Regions from separate parts of the Mus musculus genome. Here region 2 is linked to region 1. A link is a contact called in public Hi-C data. All regions are on one chromosome and are shown on one strand. The core of a region is the stretch at or near the end of the contact, and the rest is flanking DNA. Distances in the headings are between cores, read along the strand shown.

The links. A called contact is a pair of places that touch in the nucleus more often than the background predicts.
Region 2: a contact with region 1 is called in a Hi-C map of the N1E-115 cell line, with 2.9 times the contacts expected there. The contact joins two enhancer-like sites. A contact is called at or near these places in 2 of 39 promoter capture datasets (both in the 3T3-L1 cell line) and 4 of 484 Hi-C or Micro-C datasets (the N1E-115 cell line, cerebral cortex, myocytes and 1 more).

Annotation. Positions count from the first base shown.
Region 1 is chr3:81,663,123-81,668,112 of GRCm38.p6, forward strand. No RefSeq gene overlaps it. Among named protein-coding and RNA genes, the nearest start is that of Gm52636, 36 kb to the left of the region's middle. Within about 2 kb of position 3,354, at least 6 of the 459 cell types and tissues checked have an H3K27ac peak or open chromatin away from gene starts, as enhancers often do. A contact at or near this core is called in the N1E-115 cell line, where this site is marked.
Region 2 is chr3:81,916,216-81,921,140 of GRCm38.p6, forward strand. LOC102640985 (a long non-coding RNA gene) reads right to left here. Exons shown (of 3, transcript XR_375741.2): 2 at 901-1,988; 3 at 374-429. Among named protein-coding and RNA genes, the nearest start is that of Ctso, 14 kb to the right of the region's middle. Within about 2 kb of position 1,521, at least 64 of the 459 cell types and tissues checked have an H3K27ac peak or open chromatin away from gene starts, as enhancers often do. A contact at or near this core is called in the N1E-115 cell line, where this site is marked.

The DNA.
Region 1 (4,990 bases), core at 2,104-4,603:
ATGAACATAGTATGGCTGTATATTTCCTTTAAGACCTCTTAGGACATCCAACAACTTATCAAATGTCTTGTTATCCCAAGATGTGGCAGCACAAGATAGCATCAAGAAAACAGTGAGATGGAGAGGCAACTGTCAAGGGGGAACTAAAGTGAAGGAAACAGAAAACAGTAGAGAAGCATTGGGCACATACACATGGAGGTAGCTTACATAAGGTTTAGAAATGTATTGTACCAAACTGTGTTCACCACGATCTTCATGGAAACATTTATTTGCTAAGAGTGTTAAGAAAGTGTGAGGCATAATTAAGGAGAACATTAAAGAGAAAAGGACATGCAGATTCCACATAGTGACCTAAGACTCACTGTGGCATCTGTTTATACTACAAGGGTTTGTACACTATCACTAAACTTCTCTTGCTTGGCCTAGCTTCTGGTTGTATTTTCATTTGATCTACTTCTACAAGTTGGTCTTATTCTCTTAACAGAAGCTATCCTCAAATCTGATCTCTATTTGTTGCCCAAGTTCCATTACGTTAGCAGTGATGAATGGCCTTTGGACTGATGAATATCTACTGCCCCATTTTCCTACTAGATACTGTTTGCATCTCAACTTAGGATCAAGTTGCCCAGAGATAGGTGAGTTCATGTCCTTTTGATCTTGTGTCTGTTCCATATCTGATTTTGGATCCATTGTCCTGACTCTGGCACCCTGCCTTCCTGTATCTTTCTTTTGCTTCTGGCAAGCAATTTCTTTGTCCTATACCTTTGCCAGCGACTTTCTTGAAACTGTTTTGGTCATGGGAATTACTGTGGGGTTGATCTGTTTAGAATGTGACCTTTCAAGTTGGTGAGTTTTCTCCCACACCTGCATTAACTAGTCAGAGATAAAGATAACAGGAAAAATGAATAGTATAGTGCTTAAGATGAAACTGAATTGTAAACAACATGGTAAAATGTTCTTTGTTTTGCTTTTAGTTTCTGTATGTTTCCTTATTCCTAGGATCCCCTTTAACTAATGCCAATGCTAACCAACTTTTGGCTTATACTCATTACAAGGCCACTTTCTTTTTAGAGTTCATACAAAGAATGGAATTTAACATGTCTTCTGGAGCTGGGCAAACTTAATATTTTACTCTAATACCAAAGACAGTGTTTTAAGAAACTTAGCGAAGGAACAATGAATCAGTGTTTTTAAAGCTTGTTTGAATATTACTTACGATATAATAAAAAGTGAACAATAATGACAATAATAATAATAATAATAATAATAATAAATTCAATACATCTTTATATCAGCACCAGCTACCCAGGATTCATCAGTGTGCAGAGGTCACTTGCCTCCCCTTTAAATTCCTCTTCTATACATACCAAGGAAAATATTTAAGTCAAATTACAGCAAAGAAAAGTGAAAATACCCCCTTCATTTTTTTTCCTAAGACATAAGTCTAGACCATGACATCATGTCTCTTTTGTCTCTTTCCTGCTTACATTAATTTTTATGCCATTGGCTAACAGTACTAAAGCCAATGGAATAAATTGAATCTAAGATCCAAAGGAACAGAAATCCCTGGTTTCACAAGTAATGAGAATAATCATGTCAGTTTTTAAGCTGACACTGATATTTAATTAAAGGAAAGCTGAACTTCACTGAGTTATAGAATCTAAGTTTTAGAGAACCATGATTTAATTATCAGAAAAGAAATGGCAATACAGTAGAAAAAAAGCCAGTCTCTGAAGAGATCACTAATGGATTTGAAATAACAACACAAGCGAGCTTTTTCCAGCTCTTGGGCAAATTGAGTGTTAAGACAGCTTGATAATACAAAATGTGTTCATAATTAGAAGGGAAATAGTTGTATATCTAAGTGTTTTCTCCTTCTCTACCTGTGCCCTGTGAAAGATCTAGTGAGCATGTGCCTGCTAAAACCATGGCCTGCTTCATGGAGAGCCTGGGTCACTCATTGTCCCAACTGCATTTATCACACTGGTGAACAGAAGCATCGAGGGAACAAGTCATCCTCTAATGTTCTAGACTACAAATAGCTGACAGTTTTCACAGTTCTGAAGACTGGAACTTCAAAACTAAGCATGAGTTGACTTGTTCTGGAGTTGAAGATTTATGCTCTGCTGCAGACAGCTGTTTTCTGGAAACATGCATGAGAGACAGGAAGAGCAAACCAACTCTGTATAGCTTGACTTGTTAATATACTGATTGTATTTCTTTAATGATCAACCATTTGTAATCTCACTGGATTTTTACTACCTAATAGAGACTCAGTATCCAGAAACAGAATCTTCAGGCTTAAAAGTCATTAGCCCTTGAATTGTCCTTATATATTTTTAATGAAATTATTTTTGTGTTGTATATATTTGTTTGGATCATGCTTTATAGGTGGCTGCATAACAATATAGTAACATACAATATATAATAATCTATAATGATATGATACAATAACAATTATATTAATGAGAAAATAATAAGCTACATAATAACATTATTAATAACTTGTTTTAAACATTATATGAAAAGGATGATACTCAAAGTGTATGCAAGGTTAATACAAGAAATTTTAAATTAACCAAACATATCCCACATCAGGAGGTAGTTTGTTAAAAATCTGAGAATATTGGACGATAGCAATCCAGGGAGCATTTGAAATTAGTAGATGCTAAAGTGTTTTTTAATTAACACAGACATATTTCCTGTATAATGTAGTTTTTCTTACAGAATGTGCCTCAAAATGACAAAAAGTTCAAATGTAACAATATTTCTTGCTCTGTTGAAGAAACAAATCCAACCCAACTAGATTTTTTTTATGTGCTATTTAATTACAAGAGCCTGTCTGATCATTACAGTAATACTCAAGTCCAGTCCTTCTAACTGGAAACAGAATCATCTTTACTTCCTGTCTTTTACTAACAACTTTAAAACTATACGCAGCAGGAAAATGAGCTAAGTGAATGAGCATCAAGGTAAAGATCCCTAATTTAACTAGTCAGTAAGTAATTAAACTCTTAGGAGTGGGCAGTCAACAAATCCTCTGGATCTCTCCTAATTTCCATTCCTATTGTCATTCATTTTATGAAATTCATTTCCTCAGAAGGAAAACAAAAAACAAAAATAACATCATCATCAACAACAACAACAAAAAGATCCACAGATTCTTTTATTTGCTTTTAGTCCTAAATTACTTGTGTGTCAGTTCAAATCAATTATTGTCCCCTAAGGAATGCTGTGTGTCTGAAGTTGCTGCTGTGGCCTCAGGAATTGCTTCCTAAATGGCATTTGGTGGTGTTCTCTACCTCTTATCTGCCTGACACGCATCACTCAGCCCAGAGCTATGGCTGTGAGCCAATACTGCCTGCAACTATGAACAGAAGTCTCTTTGTCTCTGTTTAAATAATTACATTGCACTTCTCATGCATGCACACTGGAATGAAGTTTAACGGAAAGATGGAGTGACTTCAGATGCAATCTGAAAATGATACCTACCACTGGCAATGACCTTTCAGACTTTTATTTTAAACTAAGCACAAAATTCTTTAAGATATGGAATTAAACCAAAGACAAATATACCTGTGTGGTAAGAAAGAAGAAAGACAAAGAGAATATATATATTATATATATATATATATATATATATATATATATATATATATATATATATATATATATAGAGGCTGGTTTTCTAACCCATTACATCAAATCTTTTAAATCAAAAATACTTTTAAAGGTACATCAATGGTTCTGGAGAGATAGCTCAGTGGTTAAGGACACATTCTTGCCTTGCAGAGGACTTAGCTTCAGTTATCAGAACCCATGTGGTAGCCCACAACTACTTATAACTCTAGTTGCAGGGGAACATGCTCCTTTCTCTGGCCTTCACAGCCTCTTACATTTACGTGGGACACAAAGTTTTGCCGTCTCACACAAGTACATATAAATAAAACTAATTAAAAAAAAAAGAGTTAATGCAATGTTCAAATTCTAAAACGTATTTTCTGTATGCATGTCTCAACAGGAGTTCGGTTTACTTTTTTATTACTCAGAACATATTTCTTGAAAATTTTTAACATGCATTAAAAATTGTTCTTATCTTGAGGGGGTGGTCCCAAAATTAAATGTCTTTAGGTCCTGACTCTCAGCATGCAGCATCCTGAGACCATACATCTAGACTAAGAGAAAAACTAATAGGAAACAAACCAAACCAAACAAACAAACAAAAAAAGCACCAATAAGCCTTTCAAATTTGGAAGCCAGTTTGTATTATTTTTTCTCCACTTCATTTTGAGAGAATCAAGATCCAGTTGACAATTTAGGGTAAACAATATAAAGCTAAAGTCACCCACTGATTTGGCTCCATGGGACATCATTATTTTATTCTGGTTCTGATCCCAGACTTTGGTTTATACTATCCTTCACACCACAAAAGCTGTTTTCCGTGGAAAATTTAGTCCACCAAAACATTAGCAGGATAAGCCCCTCCTCATCCCACACAGCATTCCACTGCCTTTACTAGATTCCAACTCTGTAAATACTGACAGACCTCTTCTAGACCTTCATTGAGGGTTTGACCACAAGTCATTCAACGTGTAAATTCTGTGGTGGACCTCATATCATCCTCCAGGCCTAATTTAGGGTTCCAGCACTGAAGTCCTAAGAGTAATATACCTACATTCTTCATTAGTTTCAAAATCCCTGCAGGATTGTGGTTTCTTGTTTCCATCGGTACTGTCAACCACATGACTTCCTCTGGCCAATGATATGTGAGCAAATGTCCTCTGCGGTTCAGCCATAAGGCTGAAGATGCTTAGAGTATCAACCATAGACTTCTTACCTACCTCCCTCGGGTTCCATGAATATCATCAGCGAATTGTTACCATGTGTCCTGAAACAGGGCATTTGGGACAAACAAGATAGAGAAAGAACATTAAATACACAGATAAGAAGTCTACTTCTTTTCTTTTTCTTTCTTTCTTTCTTTTTTTTT
Region 2 (4,925 bases), core at 271-2,770, 250 kb after region 1:
AAAGCAAAGCAAGAACAGGCAATGTTTGTAATGGCGTGCTAACATCAGTCGGCAGACACAGTCTCCATGGCACCAAAGCACATCATACAAACAAAGGAGAGCCACGGGGAAGCCAGGGCTGCACCAGCTCTCTAAGTTTTAAAGTAAAGGATCAGGATGCTAACTGACAAGGAATGATCATAGACATTTGACATGTCTGTTTAGCATCCCCATGCTGAATGGATGCCTTCATATCCCTTTAGCTACAATAAACAAAGCAGACACTCAGTGTGAAGCCTATCTGACTGGCCACCTCCATTGGTGGCAGTGGAGTCCCAGTAGAATAAGGGCTGGCTTGGACATGCTATTTACCTAAGTTTTTCCCACATCCATCACTTATTAGCTGTTCATCTCTGGGTAAGTTATTTCACATCCGTTCGGTATGGCATGCTGTGTAAATAAAGAGAAGAATGTCCTATTTATTAAAAGGATTCATGGTGACTAGATCTAGAGCAGAGACAAATTATGTACTAATATGTACCTACTAGTAAAAGCAAGGTTTCTTTATGCCTTCCTTAGCAATTATCTTATATTGCTTTCATCAAGTTCCATACTAGTCACTATAAGTAGTTTGTTGCTACTATGAAAATAAAATGAATTTACATTTTTCAGCCACATTTTCCAGACACACTCATTTGCATGCTCTCCTCCAACCACTGAATGTCATCTTGCAGGATTTTCATAAGGTATGAATATTTATTGTTATTTAAATGCAATCCTGTGCGAGATAAAATTGCAGCCTCAGACCTAATTCAGTCTGTCCTTCCTGCCTGTGCATAATATGCATATGAGATGATGTAATGAAAGACCTAGGTATCTCTGTCACTGTCCCTTCCACACACTTAAACCTCATGCTCTTACCTGACAATAACCAGCAGACAGGCAGGGAACAGGGCCAGGGGTCCTTGGGCAACAGAAATCCACTGCTGTACCATGGGAGACACTGATATGCCCCTATCCGAGGCAGACCTGCTGTGAAATGACATCGGTGCTGTCACTGGCATGAACACAGGTAGGAGATGCTCTATAGATTCCCCTCACAATTCTCTGCAGTGATAGCAGGGAATGGCGCCATCTGAACCCTCCAGTCTCCCACAACTCTAGCCCTTAATAGTTCACCTGAGACCATGCCCTGGGGTTCCGTGGCAGGGCACCTTAAAGCTACCTTTGGAGAGTTCCACTGTGCTAGGAAAAGGTATTCACTCTTGCTACACCCACATGACCAGGATTGCTTGTCAGTTCCTCATCTTCTATGGCCTGCATCTGCCTTGTGTAGAAAGCCGGCGGCAGGCAGGCAGGCAAGCAGCTGTGTTGGTGAATGGGAATTCCAGTGTGGCTCAGAATGCTAGGTTTCCCTATTGACTCTCCATCCTTTCCAAGGTTTATACTCTCCATATTTACCCTGGCTGCTGTTTAGCAAAGACCTTAATGCTGCAATCTCTGTTGGGGTTGGTATGACTCAGGGATGCCCTCCCTGAAGACTAAGAACTCCTTCCTCCCCTCCTCAGACAGGCCCCAGGCACAGGACTGTTATTTTCCTGGTCTGGTTCTGAGGATGTCTGGCCACAATGATTCATGGTGTTTTTTTAATATGTGGCTGGAAGCTATTGTTAGTTCTCAGATACAGACACCTACAATACACACAGTAAGGGAAAAATCCTCACCCATGTTTGATTATACCATTGTAGTACATAGAATGAGAAGAAAAATCCCCTTAAACTTTAGAGTTGAATAAATGTCAAAGGTACAGATATTTGTCTGTATGTGGTTTTATTTTCCTTCCACGGTACATGTCATATCGGAAGGAACGTCAACCATGGAGCTGGCTTTCTTCAAAAGCTCACTTTTGAAGGATTAAGGAAGTGTGTTCTACTCTTCCTGCTGTCATCTCTTCTTTCTGATGCTTGATGAACAGTGCTTGTCGTGAGTTCAAGGCCACCCATGGGAAGCTGGGGAAGAATCATATAAAGCGTGTCAAGTTCATTCAGGCTGCCTGAGGTCCAGTCCATCTTAGCTGATAGTTCTTGGGTCCTATTAATCCCCAAGCTCTGTCTCTTGGCTGAATTGCAGCTGGCTGTGAGACATGTAACAGTGCTTCTGTCGCCTGGGATCAGCTGCCTCTCCCTGATGACTAAGCCCTTCCCTGGCATGTAGGCAGCTAGCGACTTCATATTCTCCATCATATCCTCTAACCTCAATCGCCTCTGAGACAAGTTGACCTCATCTCTACCGTGAAGAGCCACAGCAGACAAGCAGGCCCTCCACACAGAATCTAGAAAGCACGGGGATTTTTTTTGTAGACATGAAATACCACGAAGAGCTGTGTTACACGGTCTCTCTTTTGGCCCTCTAAATGATAAGGCCTCTCTGTTCTCCATAAATGGTTTAAATGTGCTTTCTCTGTATCTGTCAGTCTCTTTTGGGAATGTTTAATCACCAGTGAACTAAGAATCTGAGCCACCATCTCTTTCCATGAGCTATCCCAGCGTTCAATACCTCCAAAGTCGCTGTCAGAAGAAAAGAGACATTTTTTGTTAGTTACTTTGATAGATTAGCATTACTTATTGCTTCAATTTAATACAAACAAAATCTTGTTGCATTATGATTGAACCCATTAAAGACAGAAAAGTAGAAAAAATTGCAAATCTCTATAAATCTGTTGATTTTATTTTATTTTTTTTTATTTTTATTTTTATTTTTTTACTATTTTCTTGGTGTATGCTATGGAGTCTTGCTGATCAAAGATTACAAATGGTAACAAGCAGTAACTCAGTTCATTATGGCAAATTAATATCTCCACAGCTTGTGCTGCTTGTTCTTTGTGGGAAATCATACATTAATTTCATTTAGATCCTGTAAGTGTGGGGTCTCTAACCTGACACTTGAGTATACAATTATCTTTAACATTAGGAAATATCACTTCAGAGGAAAAGATGATCCTATTCAACAATTATATCTCATTCATCATAGAAGTTATCCATTAAACATCTGCTGCTATTGACCTCTAAGGCTGGAGATACTGAATAGAACATGCTGTAGCTTCATAGTCTCAAAACCAATACTTCTGAGTATAGAATGTAAAAGGATGTCTATCTCAATTATCTTTGAAAATATGCTTATGTTTATTTAACTGATTTATTTGTAACTGTACTAACAATTTTGTTTCTGATGGTTATGCAATGTAATAGAAATAAGAGTTGTTAATATGATCATGAGTGAAAAAAATATACACACACACATATATATATATACACATATTATACATATATATACATATATATATATACACATATTATACATATATATATACATATATATATATACACATATTATACATATATATATATACATATATATATGGTTAATCACATGAAAATGTCTCATAGTTGAAATTTCTGAATATTTGGAGGAGAAAAATAATTTTGCCTTTAATTCAGATCTCAGGGTTGTGTGTGGTGATGCATGTATCAGCTAGAACTTTGCTTCAAAGTGTGATATGGATTTGCTGCTTGCCTTTAACATCAATGTTCATTCCTTCCAAAAGATTGGTTAGTATCTGAAAACAAAGATGGAATTCATTGCAACAAAGAGTCTTTTGTCAGCTCTATAGTAGCAATGTGAAGTGTAGAGCAGAGGCAATTAGCAACAATTACGGAATACTCAGCTCTTCACAAACACTGAGAGTCTGTGCCTGCCAGTACCGTTAAAGGGAACAACATTCTCTTCAAAGTGCTGAAAACTGAGGAGGAAAATGCAAAAACCTTCACTACACTTAAATGCCCTGATAGCATTTTTAAAACATACAAACGAGCAGTCAGTGCTTTAATCTTCAACACACACGCTGTAGTGAAAAGGGTGTTCCCACCATCCCCACCCCCACCTTGTTTGGAATGGAAACTGTCTAATAAAGAAGAACTGAATGCTAAATAATAGACAATTTTTCTCTTATAATGCTGGGAAGTCATGACAGGCTTCCCACATCAGAAGAATCAACGACGACATATGCAACTGTAAAGACAACATACAATTTACTTAAACTCTTCCGCAAGTTCACTGGAAAGATTCTCTGGGCAGGTACTCATGTCTCTTTTCACAGTTTCACCTCAGGAATACTTTCTGGGATGAAGAGATGATACCAGCACCTCACAGGCCAGAATGGCTTCTTTCCAACTACTTGATTTTACATATGGACACAGGCAAGTCTTTACGTGTTCATCATGGATATAAAACAAGTATTTTTCTGTTATTTTTTCCTCCTTAATACATTTGCTATGTTTTTAGCAGTGCTTTACCAGTGTTATCGTAACGCTATGTAACAGACACCCCTGTTAAATTTTAATGGACCAGAGAAACAATCATTTTTCCTTCCATGTCTCGGTTGACGAACAGTCTGTGGATTATCTGATGGCATCAGCACTTGCCTAGGCTCTCCTGCACTAGAATGAGCTATTTCAGGTCTTTATCTCAGTATCCAGGCTGAAGGATGCTCTTGAAGGTGTGTCTTTCTCATGGCAAACAGCACAGGCTCCAAGAACATAAGCTGATGAGATTCAATAGGCAAATTGAGGCTTCGGCTTGTAACTCATACTCTATCATTCCTAGGTACTGTTTCATCAGCAGAAGAATGCATAATTTGACTGTCAAACAAGAGAGCTGGTGCCCAAAATAAGTGAGGGGAAAAATGTTATCTATAGAGAATTTATGGAGGTACAGCCGAAAGGTAAAGATCAATGCCAAATGGCATCACTGAGCCAGTCATGCAAGTAAAAGATGGCTGCTACAGTCCAGTGTCCGGTGCTGTGGTACAAATGCAAGGTTGGAGCATCACAGGTACTATAAGCAGGAGCAGCTGTATCTCTGCCCTGTCATTTCCTCCCGTTTTGTTG